Regions from separate parts of the Danio rerio genome. Here region 1 is linked to region 2. The links are chromatin contacts, called in public Hi-C maps. All regions are on one chromosome and are shown on one strand. The core of a region is the stretch at or near the end of the contact, and the rest is flanking DNA. Distances in the headings are between cores, read along the strand shown. Region 1 holds the start of ccdc97 (coiled-coil domain containing 97). Region 2 holds the start of b9d1 (B9 protein domain 1).

Evidence for each region. Hi-C and Micro-C count contacts between places; a contact is called where the count stands out from the background.
Region 1: a contact with region 2 is called in a Hi-C map of skeletal muscle, with 5 times the contacts expected there. The contact joins the promoter of ccdc97 here to the promoter of b9d1 in region 2. A contact is called at or near these places in 5 of 18 Hi-C or Micro-C datasets (caudal fin, embryo, hematopoietic stem cells and 2 more) and 2 of 4 datasets of contacts at active chromatin or transcription factors (caudal fin and embryo).

The regions. Positions count from the first base shown.
Region 1 is chr3:38,903,828-38,907,697 of GRCz12tu, reverse strand. ccdc97 (coiled-coil domain containing 97) reads right to left here and starts at 2,426. Exons shown (of 6, transcript XM_001333080.8): 1 at 2,055-2,426; 2 at 1,077-1,238; 3 at 1-326. The coding sequence starts at 2,147.
Region 2 is chr3:38,639,586-38,643,401 of GRCz12tu, reverse strand. It overlaps b9d1 (B9 protein domain 1), which reads left to right and starts at 1,772. Exons shown (of 7, transcript NM_001024373.1): 1 at 1,772-1,965; 2 at 2,066-2,134; 3 at 2,362-2,470; 4 at 3,452-3,548; 5 at 3,639-3,701. The coding sequence starts at 1,903. cacna1ha (calcium channel, voltage-dependent, T type, alpha 1H subunit a) reads right to left here and starts at 2,839. Exons shown (of 36, transcript XM_073944890.1): 1 at 2,757-2,839; 2 at 2,566-2,664.

The sequences.
Region 1 (3,870 bases), core at 1,177-3,676, 260 kb before region 2:
TTCTGAAGAGCCCGTAGAGCGGCATACCGGTGATTCCGAACTCTTCTTCGGTCAGCTGATCCAGATGCCCGTCTCTGAATCTCCTTACAGTAATACTGCACCCTGCAGTCGCTGCTCAGGTGTGAAAAAGCGTCTATGTGCTCTGGCTTCAGATGAGCCTGATAGCGCTCCAAAAAGACTAAAGGCCTGGATCTGTACTGATCCATTAAAACCTCCCTCTTCTCCTCCAGAGTTAAGTCCGGATCCCCCAGCTGCTGACTTTTCACTGGACTCCCACTGGCGGCTATAGTCTCTATCATTGCGCTGAGACTAATGGGCGGCTCATCCTGAGAAAAAACAAGCAAACTATTAAAAAAAAAAAAACATCTAAATGTTGAGAAATTTGCCTTTGAAGATGTTTAAATTAGGTCTTTAGGAATGCATTTTACTAATAAAAAGTTAATTTTATTAGAAAGTTGGATAAAAATCTTTATGAAACATGATCTCCAATACTAACATTTTTCCTCAGCCGCTTTGGTAAATTTCTTGGATCAGAATTGAAATATGGAAAACAGTAAGTGCATTTCTCAAAACAACATGGGTAAAGCAAAACACCATGGATTATCTACAAAAGCCAGTCTGTTGCTCAAAATCCTTCGTTCATCTCTCAAAACTACATGTCTGTCAATGAATATGTCAGTCCCATCAGAATTACACGTCATTGTGTACGGATAAGACAGTCAAATTACTTAGTCATGTTGTCAATATAGCAGTGTACTCTAGAGGGGAGTTCTGAGGTAAACTAAGGCTGTTTTTGTCATTGTAATACAGATAGAAAAAGGCAGCATTTCCATAAACCGATCTCTTATTATTTGACTTTGCCTATGTATACACAGATTCACTTTATAGGGCACCTTTAAAGCCTTAACAGGTAAACATTTAATTTTCATTCTTTTTAATTTATTTTTAAAAAATATTTTATTGTATTGTTTATGAGGAAATTTGTTTGTCTTTACTGCTCAGACAACTTGCACAATAGTAAAACCAACATCACAAAGAAACGTAAAGTCATGAATTAAAAACACAAAACACCTTACCTGTACATCTGAAGAGCAGCTGGGTGTGTTGTTGACCTCTCTGGCATTTGTCTCAGGAGGATGAGGAAGAGCTGGTAGACTGTCTTGAGAAGCAGGTTGACTCCAGGTAGGTGGGTCAGGTTTGGAGGTGGACTCGATTTCTCCCCACAATACTGTCTTCTGCTGTAGGACACAGACATTCAACAGGTTAGTATCACCTGGGACAAAATGGTTGATATAATAAACTAATAGCATTTTGCCATTACTTTTGGCTTTCATGGGTGAGAGAGAGAATTTAGACCTGTTTATAAAATTGATCTTCCACAGTATAAACAACAAGGCATTTATAAAGACACTACATAGATGCATACATAGATCATTGCATGAGATTTTTACGCCTCCCACCAGTGCTGATATACAACCATATAGCACTGCTACTCGTGTGATATTGCGTCTATACAACAGTTTGACCGCATAATTGTGTATATAAAAACAAAACCAAACATGGAGAGTCTCAAAAACCCTTTTGTGCGAGGAACTACTTTCTTCCGCGTTGGATTAAAATCATACGCTGACAGTTAAACAGCTGAGCAAGCATCTTTTAAACTTGAGATCTGTAGTGTCTGCTTTTAGCTGGCTGTATGTGGGCGGAGTAATACACAAAGGGTAAAGAGGCTATACGGGTGCTGATATTACTTAAATATATCACGGCTATCAGCCAATCAGATTCGAGAACCAGACAGAACTGTTTTATATATATATATATATATATATATATATATATATATATATATATATATATATATATATATATATATATATATATACACACACACATATATATATATATATATATACATACATACATACATACATACATACATATATATATATATATATATATATATATATATATATATATATATATATATATATATATATATATATATATATATATATATATTCCCGGATGAAAAAAAATCAATAAAAACAGCTCACCTGTGGATCTGGAGAGTGTGTCCGTCTCTGGTCAGTCCCGCGGCTCTTCATGCTCTCTTGCCCGTTGACACGGGGCTCGATTTCTCCCCACATTTCAGAATACAGTTTAAGTGCTAACAAGTGTTGATTTATCAGCGAAATGTGTCTCGATATTTTATGTTTATTCTGCCAATCATGCCAACGCTATTATGAAAGACCACTGAAGGTGTAACTCTGACAACAGCCTGATGTAACGTTTACTATTCACATCTATCTATCGAGTACCCAATTTGCATTATTCCTTTAAAATCGCCAGTATTTAAAACAACAACAACTGCGTTTTAGGTTCTGCTCAGCAGTGTAACAACTAATATATTCGTGCGGAACATTCTCTTCCACATTGTTGGTTCCGTTCCGTTTACATCCACGTGTATACGTTTACTATTGACCAGCAGATGGCGACAGAAAACCACAAAACCAAAACCTATTTGGAACAAGTCTGTCCTAATCACAAAATCCTTTCTCCAAATGATCAAAAATTAGCATCTTCTTTACATTTGACCACTTTCCAGCAGTGTCTGCGATTTTGACGTTGATATTTTTCACAAAACACAAGAATCATTCACTTGAATATATATATATATATATATATATATATATATATAAATAAATTATCATATTGCCCACAATTTCACATATTGAAGTATGATCTATTATGGATTTTATTCTCTATTCCTCATTTATGTTGAACTGCTTTGACAGTCTATACATTGTAAAAAAGTGCCATAGAAATAAGAATAAATTGATTTGAATTGCCTTTCAGAAGTTCTTGCATGTTTTTCAGAAGATAAAATAAGTACAAATTAAACCAGTCATCCAGTTTAAAAAGCTCATTGTGTTGACTCTATGAGTATTATTAAATTGTCTGCACTTTCATAGGAATATAATGTAAAACTGATGTTAAAATAATATTCAGAGTTGGAAAGTTATGCTTCTCTAGATTTGGCAAACAAAAGTTGTATGACAAAACATGGGGCCCCTTCCTTAGATGTATAGGTTATTAATGTTTCTGTAATATTTTTTTCTGGTAATAATTTTTTTCTTCTCTCCACTTTCTCTCCTTTTTACATTTTATTCTATTTTGTTTCTTATTCCATCAGTCTGGCTAAAATTTCTTTATTGTTTTGGTGCAGGCTCTAGTTAGTATAAGGTAATAACACTGAGACAAGTTTGTTAACATATATACATGATGTACATTATTTGGTGTTATGTTTTTACAAAAACTTCTATAAATAAAGTAAAAAAAAATAATAATAATATTCAGAAAAATGAAATAACCCACAAGTTATTTATCACCAAGAAATAACCCACAGAAATAAGAAATAACCCACAGCCATGTCACCCTGCAGCCCAAGACTGGTTACTCACAGAAGCTAAGCAGGACTGAGCCTGGTCAGTACCTGAATTGGAGACCACTAGGGAACACTAGGTTGCTGTTGGAAGTGGTGTTAGTGAGGCCAGCAGGGGGCGCTCAATCTGCGGTCCGTGTGAGTCCTAATGCCCCAGTAAAAGTGAAGGGGACACTACACTGTCAATGGGTGCCGTCTTTCGGATGAGACATTAAACTGAGGTTCTGACTCTCTGTGGTCATTAAAAATCCCATGGCACTTCTCGTGAAAGAGTAGGGGTGTAACCCTGGTGTCCTGGCCAAAGCCCCTCTATCGGCCCTTACGATCATGGGCTCCCAATTATCCCCTTCCACTGAATTGGCTCTATCACTGTCTCTCCACTCCTCCAATAGCTGGTGTGTGGTGAGCGCACTGGCGCCGTTGTCCTG
Region 2 (3,816 bases), core at 523-3,022:
TCTTAAAAGTCCTTTTTTGGTTTAAAAACGGATATGGGATGGAAAGAAGACACCCTGATTCACAATAAAGCCAACACTATCTAACTGTTTGATTTAGTAGCTAATTTGTATGAATGTGTACGAGCTTATTTGAACAATTTAGTACGATAAATGCTCATCCTCCAATGATGGTTGGGTTTAGGGGTGGGGTTTAGCATCATGCTTTCTTTAAAAAAAATCCAAAGCAAACACAGGTAAACCTGAACATATAAATATATATATACATGTATATATATATATATATATATATATATATATATATATATACACATGTATATATATATATATATATATATATATATATATATATATAGAGAGAGAGAGAGAGAGAGAGAGAGAGAGAGAGAGAGAGAGAGAACATGCCACTTTCAGTTGCTCCAGACATCAATGCATCTGCCATCTTGTTATAGTCAGCAATTTGTCATTTAAAAATTTCTCATATAGTCAGACCAATTTTTCTCCCCAAATCAGATCTTTAGGTAGACCATTCACACTAGTACTAATGATCATATCGGACTTGTGTGTCCAGACATAGCTAATCAAATTTGCATCAGTTGCTTTCTTAAAATCCATAAATATGCGCACTTATGTGATGAGGCTTTAGAAATGGACAAAGGGAAAATGGAGATGAACTGCTGTCCAAATAAGCACCCTGCCAAGTCACAGTGCAAAACTGAGAATGATAATTTCTTGAGTAACATCTGACATTATCATTGTGGTGCATTAATAGTAAACAAACTGATAGTAATTCAATGTTGAGGTGCCAGATCTTCCACACTGTGACACCAAAACATTGTTTAGGTTTAAATAAAAGGTGTTAGTGTGCTGTTCAAACACATTCTGGATATAATTGCGATACACAAAACTGAACATTACATTCCCCCACAATGTTCATCCTCTATATGAAAAAAAAAAAAAAAACACGCACACACAAAACAACTTTATCCTTTCATAGCATCCAGGGAGTCTTGAAGAAATTGCATTGTTTTACAACCTTTTATATGTGTGAATATATTGGTTTGTGGTTATAAATATTAACTCATTATTTTCTCTCAAGTGTTCACAATCATGTTGTTCACCAAAATTAGCAGAGGGTTATTGTGGCCCATAGAGACATGTAATGCTAGTCACCTACAGTAGCCTGTACGACTAGACAGCTAAAGGAAGATGCAGCCCTGTACAGGAAATGAGGTCAATATAAAATCCCGCCATACAACAAAGAGTTTCATTCATCATTCAATACCATCATACATTGCCAGATAGGATGTAATAAAGCCTGTCTCTGCCACAAGAAAAAAGGGATCAGTGGAGCAGAGTGGACCCCCAATAGCCACACAGTCTTACATACATACTTAATAAAACACAGAAATTACCCTATAAACCGAATGCCTATGTATTATTTATGTGGAAAATAACGAAATGTATTGTTATGTAGTTTTGTATTGCATTGTAGGCTTATATGCAGGTGTGTAACGTTAATGTTTATTAAACCTCTAACAATAAATCATGTTTCGATGAAAAAAGGCTAACGTTAATTAAACTTTCTGAGTCAGCCTTTGTTGAGAGAAAGATGGAGAGTCAAATCCTATTACACAAAAACTGTGAATCTTCATCCACGAGAGTCGAAAACTGGAGGATGTTATTCATTTCATGTCCACGACGACCACCTAGTGGAGTAGGCTACCATTTTAGAAGCGCATGTTAGCGTCTGCCATTTTGACCCTTGTCGTCTGCCGTACTGAAAGCGTCCATAGCAGCCAGGGAGCTGTTGACAACGAGGAACCATTAAATGACAGATATTTAAGCACAGCGCGGATCGTTTGCTGTGATTTAAATGCTTTTCTGTCCGGTAATGGTGCGAAAATGACCTCTAACAATCCAGCTGTATTTCTCCTCATGGTTAATGGACAAATCGAATCAGCCGATGTGAGTTAACATCGATTTTTAGAGCTCGTGTTAATGTGTGTGCAAAGCCTGTAATTAATGAGGGTAAAGTAACTACTTACACACCGTATTTTGTTTGAAGTTTCCAGAATATGATGATCTATACTGCAAGTATTGTTTTGTTTATGGACACGACTGGGCGCCCACATCAGTGAGTGACGTCAGCTTTCATTTTCTTCCCTAACAACGAAAAGTAACGTTAGTATTTTTACGTTACATATTTATATGCCTTTCTCCCATAGATGAGGTTAACTGTCATATTTATACTGGGTCTTTAAGCGTTTTTTAGTTGCTATTGCTCTCTCTCTCTCCTTGAGGGACTAAAGTTTTGTTTTTGTAACGTTATATTAATTTTCCTCTTTTCTCCATAATCTGAAGGGTTTGGAAGAAGGAATTTCTCAAATAACATCAAAAGGTCGTCTGTCTCAGAGTTTGGTGTGGAATTTCCCATTGGACATCACATTTAAAAGCACTAATCCGTTTGGCTGTAAGTGAACCTCGTACTGTTGAGGCGGGAATATTAGTCTTAAAATTTGACTCGATGTTGTAATGCAGCCAAATTAACATTAATTATAGACTTACCACATAATATGTCCAACTGCTTGTTAACACATCTACTCGGCCACCTCAATTGCAGCAACTCAATGCTTTCAGACATGTAGACATGGTCAAGATGAGCAGCTAAAGTTCAAACCAAATATTGCAATGTGGATGATGGGTAATTTAAAGTGATAGTTCACCCAAAACTGAAAATTCTGTCATCGTTTACTCACCCTTCAGAACAAAGGTCTTAACCTTAACTCTTGGAGGGCCGCAGCTCTGCACAGTTTCGCTCCAATCCTGATCAAACACATGCAACTAATCAAGGTGTTCAAGACTCTTTTAAACACCTTGACTATTTGGATCACCTGTGTTTGAGGAGGCTTTAGCAAAACTGAGCAGAGCTGCGGCCCTCCAGGAATTGAGTTTGAGACATGCTTCATGAGAAAGCTGGAAATCTGTAACCATTGACTTCCATATTATTTGTTTTGTCCTAAATGGAGGTCAGTGGTTACAGGTTTTCAGCTTTCTTCTATTTATCCTTTTTAAAGTTCAACAGAAAAAAGAAACTCGTAAAGAATTGCCACCATTGTCCCATTAGAACAGTCCCTTTAAGGCAGGCAATGTCCAAACTCGCTCCTGGAGGGCCAGTGTTCTGCATATTTTAGTTCCTATCCTAATAAAACACAACTGAACCAGCAAATCAAGCTCTTTCTAGGTCTACTATAAACTTCCAGGCAGGTGTGTTGAATTAAGTTGGAGGTAAACTATGTTGGACACCGGCCCTTGAGGACCGAGTTTGGACACCCCTGATAATGCATTTCTGAAATGAACAGTGTCCAATCATTTACTAGCAAGATGTACTTAAAAGTGGCTGATGAATGTTTGCATTTTCAATGTCAATCAATCAGTTTACCTTCTTTTCCAGGGCCTCAGATTGTAGTGAGTGTGTATGGCCCTGACACATTTGGAAATGATGTTGTTAGAGGTTATGGAGCCGTGCACATCCCGTTCACACCTGGAAAGTGAGTCACTTTGATTGTGGCATCATAACCTGACAAGCATTTGAAATTTGTTACATCATCAGTTACATGTGAATGCTCTCTTTCTTCCAGACACACAAAGACCATTCCCATGTTTGTTCCAGAGTCTACGTCAAGACTGCAGAAGTTCACCAGGTTCACCAACACATTTCTTAATAATAATATTAAAACTGGCGACAAGGTGGTTCAGTGGTTAGCAATATTGCTTCACAGCAAGTAGGTCGCTGAGTCAAGTCCTGGCTGGGTCAGT